Regions from separate parts of the Mus musculus genome. Here regions 1 and 2 are each linked to region 3. A link is a contact called in public promoter capture Hi-C data. All regions are on one chromosome and are shown on one strand. Each heading gives the region's core, a stretch centred on a gene start, on an enhancer-like site or on the middle of the called end of the contact. The rest is flanking DNA. Distances are from core to core; before and after follow the strand shown.

Evidence for each region. Promoter capture Hi-C pulls out the DNA fragments that hold promoters and counts their contacts.
Region 1: a promoter capture Hi-C map of embryonic stem cells shows a contact between it and region 3, with 3 times the contacts expected there. The contact joins the promoter of Sh3glb2 here to the promoter of Zdhhc12 in region 3. A contact is called at or near these places in 15 of 39 promoter capture datasets (the 3T3-L1 cell line, the HPC-7 cell line, cranial neural crest and 7 more), 6 of 484 Hi-C or Micro-C datasets (embryonic stem cells, muscle stem cells and pro-B cells), 11 of 115 datasets of contacts at active chromatin or transcription factors (the 230-238 cell line, bone marrow-derived macrophages, embryonic stem cells and 3 more) and 5 of 9 other capture datasets (adipose tissue, embryonic stem cells, liver and 2 more).
Region 2: a contact with region 3 is called in a promoter capture Hi-C map of liver, with 2.5 times the contacts expected there. The contact joins the enhancer-like site here to the promoter of Zdhhc12 in region 3. A contact is called at or near these places in 7 of 39 promoter capture datasets (the 3T3-L1 cell line, 3T3-L1-derived adipocytes, hematopoietic stem and progenitor cells and 3 more), 1 of 484 Hi-C or Micro-C datasets (the G1E-ER4 cell line), 1 of 115 datasets of contacts at active chromatin or transcription factors (pancreatic cancer cells) and 2 of 9 other capture datasets (adipose tissue and liver).

Annotation. Positions count from the first base shown.
Region 1 is chr2:30,358,006-30,360,705 of GRCm38.p6, forward strand. It overlaps Sh3glb2 (SH3-domain GRB2-like endophilin B2), which reads right to left and starts at 1,311. Exons shown (of 12, transcript NM_001289709.1): 1 at 1,138-1,311. The coding sequence starts at 1,200.
Region 2 is chr2:29,818,977-29,821,676 of GRCm38.p6, forward strand. No RefSeq gene overlaps it. Among named protein-coding and RNA genes, the nearest start is that of Urm1, 7.1 kb to the right of the region's middle. Within about 2 kb of position 1,320, at least 299 of the 459 cell types and tissues checked have an H3K27ac peak or open chromatin away from gene starts, as enhancers often do. A contact at or near this core is called in the G1E-ER4 cell line, adipose tissue, hematopoietic stem and progenitor cells and 4 more, where this site is marked.
Region 3 is chr2:30,092,247-30,094,946 of GRCm38.p6, forward strand. It overlaps Zdhhc12 (zinc finger, DHHC domain containing 12), which reads right to left and starts at 1,389. Exons shown (of 5, transcript NM_001037762.1): 1 at 1,243-1,389; 2 at 159-295. The coding sequence starts at 1,342.

The sequences.
Region 1 (2,700 bases), core at 61-2,560, 270 kb after region 3:
CCGCACTGGGACACTCAGCCTCAGGGGAGACCTGTGCTTTCTAGTAAACACGACCACATGGGCCTCTGAGGGGGAGAGGAGGAGGCTGCGCCTAGCAGGTCAACAAGGGCAGCATACAGAACTTATTCCTGGGGTACTGAGATGGGTTAGACCAGGGGTACAGAAACCTCAGGAACCCCACCCCCGGCCTTGGAGCAGACAGGGCCTCCCAGCTGAGCCTCATACCTGCTTTACAGAAGGCAGAGTGAGGCTCAGATGGCTTGTCCAAGGTCACTGCAGGATGCACAGGTGCACTTAGCCTCAGCAACTGCACTTGCAGCCAACCCAGGAAAGAGGGCCACTCACCCCATTTCTCAGAGCGAGAAACAGAGGCCCTGAAGTAAAGCTCTCCTGTCCCCCAAGGTCATGAGGAGCATTACCATCCATATCCTGACTCCAGCCTTTTGCTGAGACATGAATTCGCCTCAGTTTCTCTTTCTTCTACCAAATGTTTAGGACTTGTTCCAATATCAGCATTACCGGCCTGGACAGAACCCAAAGAGCCTGCCAGATCCTAGCCTTCTGACATCCTTTAGGCCTGGGAAGTAAAAGGAAACAAGCCTCCCGCAGAGCAGAAAGGAAATAACTCCTGGCTTCCGGCCTGACTCCCCAAGCGTGTGAAAGGGACTGGATGCAACCATTAGCACCAACCTGCCCATTGCACGGGTATGGAGACTGAGGCTCGCAAAAGAGATTGGGGTATTTTTGTGTGGCCCTCAACCTGCCAGCCTGGCCTGGGGCGGGGGAGGGGAGGAAGGCAGACTAGTGCAGAGAGGCCTGAACCACCCAGTGGGCATCCACCTCCCGGGCTGTGCAGGCACCAGGGCAGTGGGCAAACTTGTCAGTGTAAACGGGCACTGCCAGGCGCCCAGGCACCGGAGCCCAGGCCCCCATGGGTTCCGGGCCATAGTGGGGTGCAGCTGACCTCGCTGGGAGCTCCCCTGAGCAGCTCGGGGACAAGAGAACAGGGGCCCTAGCTGTACCCAGAGCGCACAGCCGCTGCTGCAGGAAAGGGGCTCCTGCTGCAGAGAGCCTGCCCGCCCGCCCGGGGCGCGCTCCACATCCGGGCCCCATGAGCGGCGTCGTGCCAGGCCTCACCTGCACCGCCCGAGTGAAGAAGATGCCCGCGTCCGACGCCAGCTTCTTCATGTTGAAGTCCATGGCGCGCCCGTACGCAGGGCCGCCACGCCGGCCCCAGAGCAGCCGGCAGCCCCCCGCCCCGCCTCACGCACCCCGCCGCACCCCGCCCACCTGCTGCCTGCGCCCGCCCTCTGCGCGCGCGCGTCCGCGGCCGAGCCGAGCCGAGCGCGGGGCGGGGCCAGGCGCGCGGGGCGGGGCTTTGGGGAGCGCTGCTGCCCCTGCCGGCCGCGGGCCCCACCAGCGGGCTGTTCGCTCTAATCAACGTTTTACTAAACCGGTTTCCGTGCACCCTGGAGGTCTCTGCGGATGCACTGTAACACTATACTATTGATTATTTTGGTAATTCATTATGCAAATTTTAGTTTTTTTTTTTTAAATAGTTGGGAATATATTCGTTTAAAACAGGGTCTCTCCAGGCCCCTCCTGGCCTAGAACGCCAAATGTAGACCAGGCTGGCATCCAATTCACAGAAACTTCTGCTGGGATTAAAAGTGTGCACCACATCTACCCGTTTTTGTTTTTGTTTGCTTTCCTGTTTTCATTTTTTCCCCCTCTGTGTGTGGCTGTATATTTGTGTTTGTGTCTGTGTGTTCGCTTGCGTGTGCATGAGCACAGGGTGTCGCCGTGACCATGACATTGCAGGGATACTCGCATCACACTGGCCATGGGAGCCCGCGGCCCATGCTTCTGGAATTTACATGACTTAATTTATTTAGGTTCTCAAGGCTGTACAGTTAAGTTCTTTAACCATGGAGCTGTCTTCCCAAACCTGTTTTTGCTTTTAAATGTTATTTTATGTTTTATTATGAGTGTGTGTTTGCGTGTGAGAGCACATGCATGTGAGACAGGGGACACAGAAAGCTGTAGCATGGATGTGGAGATCAGAGAACAACTTTCTAGAGTCCCCTCTTCTTCTTGTATATGAGTTCTGTAGTCCTGAAGATCAAACTCGGGGCAAGCTCCATGACTCGCTGAGCCATCTCTCCGGCCTCCTTTTATTTTGTTTGTTAATTTTTAAAATGTGTTTATGTGTAAGGGTGTTTTGCTTGCATGTACTATGGATTCTATGTGTGTAGTGCCCTCAGACACCGGAAGAAGGTGTTGGATCCCCTGGGACTGACATTACAGATGGCTGTGAGCCACCATCTGAGAGCTGGGAACAGAACCCAGGACCTCTGAAAGAGCAGCCAGTGCCCTTGACTGCTAAGCCATCTCTCCAGCCCCTCCCTCCTTTTCAGATTTATTTCTGTTTTTATTTGTGTGTATGTGAACACACACCACATGTTTACAGAGACCAGAGGAGGGGGTCAGATCTGGCAGAGCTGCAATTAAAGGCAGCTTTGAGAAGCCTCACACGGAGGCTGGGAACCAAATTCTGGTCCTGTGAAAGAACAGTGTGTGGGCTTGACCTCCGATGCACTTTTGCCTGCTTTGTTGTTGTTGTTTATTGGTTTGGGTTTTTTTGGTTTTGGGTTTGGTCTTTGCTGCAAGGTCTCTCTCCTGCAGCCCAGGCTGCTCTCA
Region 2 (2,700 bases), core at 70-2,569, 270 kb before region 3:
TGCATCTGATTGTCCCCAGACCGTGCGGAGCCCTCTTGAGTACACACAGTAATTGACCAATACATGCTTATAGTATTAACTTACATAGCTACTGCTCTTGGGCAGCTCCTCACATTAAGTACTTGACAGTTGCAGAGCACCTATGGGTTCACCTAAGCAGATAGAAAAAGCTGCCTGCCATGGGGGCGAGGTCTAGGCCCCAGATCCACCTCACGGAGCAGCAGTGGCAGCTGCTAGAAGATGGACCCAATGAGGTGTGCCCTGGGACACAGGAACACTGCTCTGTTGGCTTTGAAATGTTCTCCCTGTATAGCCTTATCTGTCCCACAACTTGCAGGAATCGTCCTGCCTCGTCCCAAGGGCTGGGAATATGAGTTCTTTGCACCAGGGCCTAGCACCAGGAAGCCTTTCAAGGAAGCATGCCAGGCAGACTAGGTCAAGGCCCACAAAAGAAACAGTAGACCAGATGGGCATGGGTCTTCACACCTTTGATCCCAACCCTTGGGAAGCAGAGGCAGAGATCTCTGCTTTCAAGCCAACCTAGTCTACATAGTTTCAGGCCAGCGAGGGAGCATAGTGAGACGCTGTCAAAGGGGAGGGGTGGGGCAGACTGGAAGGATGGCTCTCAGTGGCTAACTTGCTGAGGGGTTCTCAGCACCCATACACAGCACACATACATGCAGGCAAAGCATGCATATGTATGCATATGCATAAGACAAAAATAAATTTTGTTTTAGAGTATGACTATACTTCAGAGGAAGATGCTATCAGAAGGGTTGAAATATAAATTTGAAATATAAGGGTCCAGAGAGACAGCTCAGCCATTAAGAATTCATATTGCTCTTGTAGAGGACTAGAGACTCCAGCACCATCATGGAGTGACGCGAATCTGCTGCCTTTGACTCCAGTTCTGGGGAGTCCATTCGATGCCTTCTTCTGGACTGTGCAAACACTGCAGTAACAGGATATATATATACACAATTAACAGAGTAAATAAATAACTAGTAAAAACCCGTAAGGCGATAGAGCTGTATGGTTGGGGAAAGGAGTCATTGCCGGAAGGTGGGGGCAGGGAACCCTTCCCGAAGGGGCCCCCTTGGAGGTCAACCACTCCATTATTGACTCTTAATGGCCACCAAGCACAGAACAGGTAGGACTTTATCCTCCGCCTGCTGATGAGGAACCAGAGACGAGGAGGAGTAAAGCCTCTCCAAACATCAGAGTCTGGAGGTAAACGTCCCCGCCCCCACCCCGCTCCGCCTCCTTGCTGAACAGGGCGCTGCTGGAAGGAGCCAGCCTCCTGCATCCTTGGAGGTCCAGCAGTGCTTGGACAGGCAAGTGGCTGCCCAGGCCAGTGTGTGGCTATCGCTTTCAATTCCTAGGAAGAAGGTTAAATATCTTCCAGAGGCCCCTAGAGGCGGTTGTGGAGAGGGCGGGAGAGGAGGGGGCGACCCAGTGACTTTCAAAGGGGCCCTGAAAGCTTAGCCACCCCTCCCCCGGGCCGCGGCTTCCTCCCGGCCTAATCAAATTCTGGGCTCAGCCCTAGTCTTTGGCGGCAGTTTAACCCGAGCCCGGGCGGATTTCTTTCTCACTGATCTCAGCTTGACACCCAATTAGCACAAGAATGGGAGGAGGAAGCCTGTGAGAGGCGCCTCCCAGCCTCCCGGGGCGCGCGAGGGGGCAGGCGGGAAAACAAAGGGCGGCGGGCAGGGGGGCACTTGCGCCCTCGCCTCCGCTGCGACCTGCCATTGTCTCTCTTGGAGCTTCAGAGAGGATGGAGGACTACGCCCTGGCTCTCTGGCTGGGGCCCCGGACCCTCTACTGCAAGGGATACTAGGGGAAAGTTATTTGTGAGACTCTGGCCTTAAGTGAGAAGTAGTGGGGAGGGCCAGGATCCCGAAGGCACGGCCTTCGGAGACTCAGTTTTGTCATCTGAAAAATGGGAGGAATATACAAGGTGTAGTCCAGTGGCTCTACTGCTTGGCACCACAGAGCTCAGTAGACAAATGTTCTTTGAGGGAACACAATACCCAGCCTGTACTGTTTCTAACTGATAGGTTAAGCTTGGTTCTGGACGCGAAGTGGCAGTAGCATCAGGCTCAGTGCTGCCAGCATGAGTTCTTTGCAGAGACTTCTGTTCAGATGAAGCCTGAACTTGGATTCATCAAGTTCCTGAAAGGGACTCCCATCAGAACTGTTGGGGTGATAGGCAGTGGTGGCGCACGCCTTTAATCCCAGCACTTGGGAGGCAGAGGCAGGCGGATTTCTGAGTTCGAGGCCAGCCTGGTCTACAGAGTGAGTTCCAGGATAGCAGGGCTACACAGAGAAACCCTGTCTCCAAAAACCAAAACAAACAAACAAAAAACAAAAAAGGGCTTGCTGCTTTTTCTAAGGACCATTTGGTCCCTAGTAGCCAGCTCCAGAGAATTCACCCTGTTCTGCTTGCTCTCTCTCTCTCTCTCTCTCTCTCTCTCTCTCTCTCTCTCTCTCTCTCTCTCTAAAAGGGCTTGCTGCTTTTTCTGAGGACCATTTGGTCCCTAGCAGCCAGCTCCAGAGAATTCACCCTGTTCTGCTCTCTCTCTCTCTCTCTCTCTCTCTCTCTCTCTCTCTCTCACACACACACACACACACACACACACACACACACACACAGAAATCTAAAAACAAAAACATTATGAAGAGCTGTGGAAGTAACTCGGT
Region 3 (2,700 bases), core at 139-2,638:
TGTCCCCACATGGGTCTTGGGTGATGTCATCATTGTAGGAGCAAAAACACAGGGGTAGGCAAGAGGCTTCATCAAGATGCCCCCACACTGAGTGCAGCTCAGGGCTCAGCATTGAGGTCTCACTCCCCTGTTGGCCTTCGAGGTCCCTGCTTGCTTACCTGAGGCTGGGGCTGAGTAGTCACATAGCCGGGGTCCATGAGTGACACAGCCAGATAAAGCAGCAGGGAGCTTAGCACCAGGAGCAGGAATGTGAGGGGCAGGAGCAGCTCCCCTTGCTCTTCCCATTGGCGTAGCTCTGGGGAGGCCAGAGGACAGTGAGAACCATAGCAAAAGGGAAGGGCAGGAGGCGGTGGGGGTAGAAAGAAAGTAGCTGGAGGTGATATGGAGGCTAGACCTGAGGGAGGCAGGAGGAAGGGGGCTCCCCAGGGGAAGAGTCAGCCCTGGAAGAGGGTGGAGCCAGCCAGGAGCTCCAGCTAGGAAGGTGCCAGCCAGCCTGTTTAAGCCCATGGCAGTGAAGGAGGATTATGGAGAGGAGGGAGGGCTAAGAAGTGATGGACGTGGTGACACCAGACAGCTGAGCGTAGGCAACTCTGGTACCCTTGGGTGAAAGAGAGCCAAGGAGGTTTTGAAGGTGGCTGACTCCTGGTGTGGAAGCCTGAGGACAAAGGGCAAAAGCGATGGAGGAGGGCTACAGAGGAAGCCTCTGGTGGGCTCTGTTCCTTCTGGAAGGGAAACCTAGGAGGGGGCAGGAAGGGGGTGAAGGGAATGATGGGGAAAGGAGATGCTACCAGGCGAAGGTGGGAAACCTGCTCCTCGCTATAGTGGCGTCCCTTGGGGTAGTTAGTCGGCTCATAGGATTTGGGGAGTGGACCGGAAAGCCAAGTCCTTAAGTCTAGCGGATTTCTTAATCTTATTTAGGGAGGGGTTGGGAGGCAATTTCTGGGAAGGACAGGTAGAGCCCAGGGATGGGAGAGATGGGGCCTCTAGTTGGTCCTCTGATGGGCTCTGGTGGTCTTTGGATGGATGGACATCTATCGATGACAGAAAATTACTGGGATTAATTAGGGTCCAACTTGGGAATCAGGCGGAGAGAGGATGATCCCCGGACCGACATAGGAGAAAGACGCTTGAGGAACTGGTGGGAGATAGAAATGGAGATTTCAATGTGTCTGAGGATTAGGGGGACCCCGGTATACCCACGCGTGATCGGGTGGGCTCGGGGTGGCGCGGTGTCCGGCTCACCGGTGTCGTGCAGGAAGAGCACCAGAGTGATTCCCCAGGTCAGCACGGTGTGCCCAGTCCGCACCAGCATCCCAGAGTTAAGCGGCGGCCAAAGAGCCATGGCCTTGGCCCCCGCCCGAGCCCACCCGGAAGAAGCGCGCAGAAGGTGGGGCCGCGGGGCAGCGGGGCTGCAGCAACGCGGGGATTGGTGGCTCTGCATTAGAGGCGGGGCACGGGCGGCTCAGGGAGGCTGTCTATTGGGTGCCACCGGCGGCCCCTCAGGCCAACAGGTGCCCGAGGAGGCTGAAGGCGGGGCCCGCGCGCGCACAGCCTACAACTCCCTAACTCCGCCTCCTGTGGGCCAGGTAACTTTGCAAAACCCGGGAGGCGGAAGCCTCCGAAGACAACCCCACCCCCGCATGCGCATGCGTGCCCATCTTTGATCCCCGGAGGCCACGCGGAGCTTGCTCCCAAGGGGCGATGGGCCGGGCTTGCAGGAGGGCACGCCTTGATGACACACTTTCCTCTTATTCGTTTTCTGATTTTGCAAACGGATGATGGGAAAAAGGAGGGTTCTGGTGCGGAGTCTGGACACGCATGGCCCAGCTTGGAGTCAGAGAAATAATTGTCCGGCCTATGACTCTCGAGGCAAGTTACTGAGCTTCTTTAGGCTACTTTCTGCCTCTTCAATGGGGTTGGTAATAGTACCCGCGTCTTAGACAGGTATTTGTCTCCCCTGCTACCACCACGGCCCAACCAGACTGACTTTCTCTCCTTGTGTTCCTTGAACCTCCCCCATTCAGCTGACTTCCACCTGATGACCCTCTTCTAGCCCAAAGCCCAGTGTGCATGCTCTTGGGATTTGTTTTGGTCAAATAGACATCCCTTTTTCTGAAGAACTGACTTCCTATGGCCAGGGTGGTTATGGAAGGATTGGTTGTCCATCGTGTGTGCGCGCGCACGCACCCGCGCGAGTGTGTATTGGGGGACGGGGGGACGGGGGGCGGTTAGGGCCAATCATACTATTCCATATGAGATTAAACAGAGGCTGGGGATTAACACAATTGGTAGACTGTCTAGCAAGCACTAAAGGCTGGGTTATCGCCCCAGCATGGTATATATGATATGGTGGTACATGCCTGAAATCTCAACAAACTGGTGATAGAGGCAAGAAAATTCAAGGCCATCCTCTATACATGTGGAGGGAGGGGACTAAAGCCAACTAATTGTGTGACATAAAAGCTAGTTCCCAAAGAAGGGGTTGGGCTGTCCACACCTTTTTGTTGTTGTTAAAGATTTATTTATTTGTTTTATGTAAGTACACTGTCACTTAAGATACACTTAAGGGCATCAGATTGCATTACAAATGGTTGTGAGCCACCATGTGGTTGCTGGGAATTGAACTCAGGACCTCTGGAAAAGCAGCCAGTGCTCTTAACCACTGAGCCATCTCTCCAGCCCCTGCCCACACCTTTAATC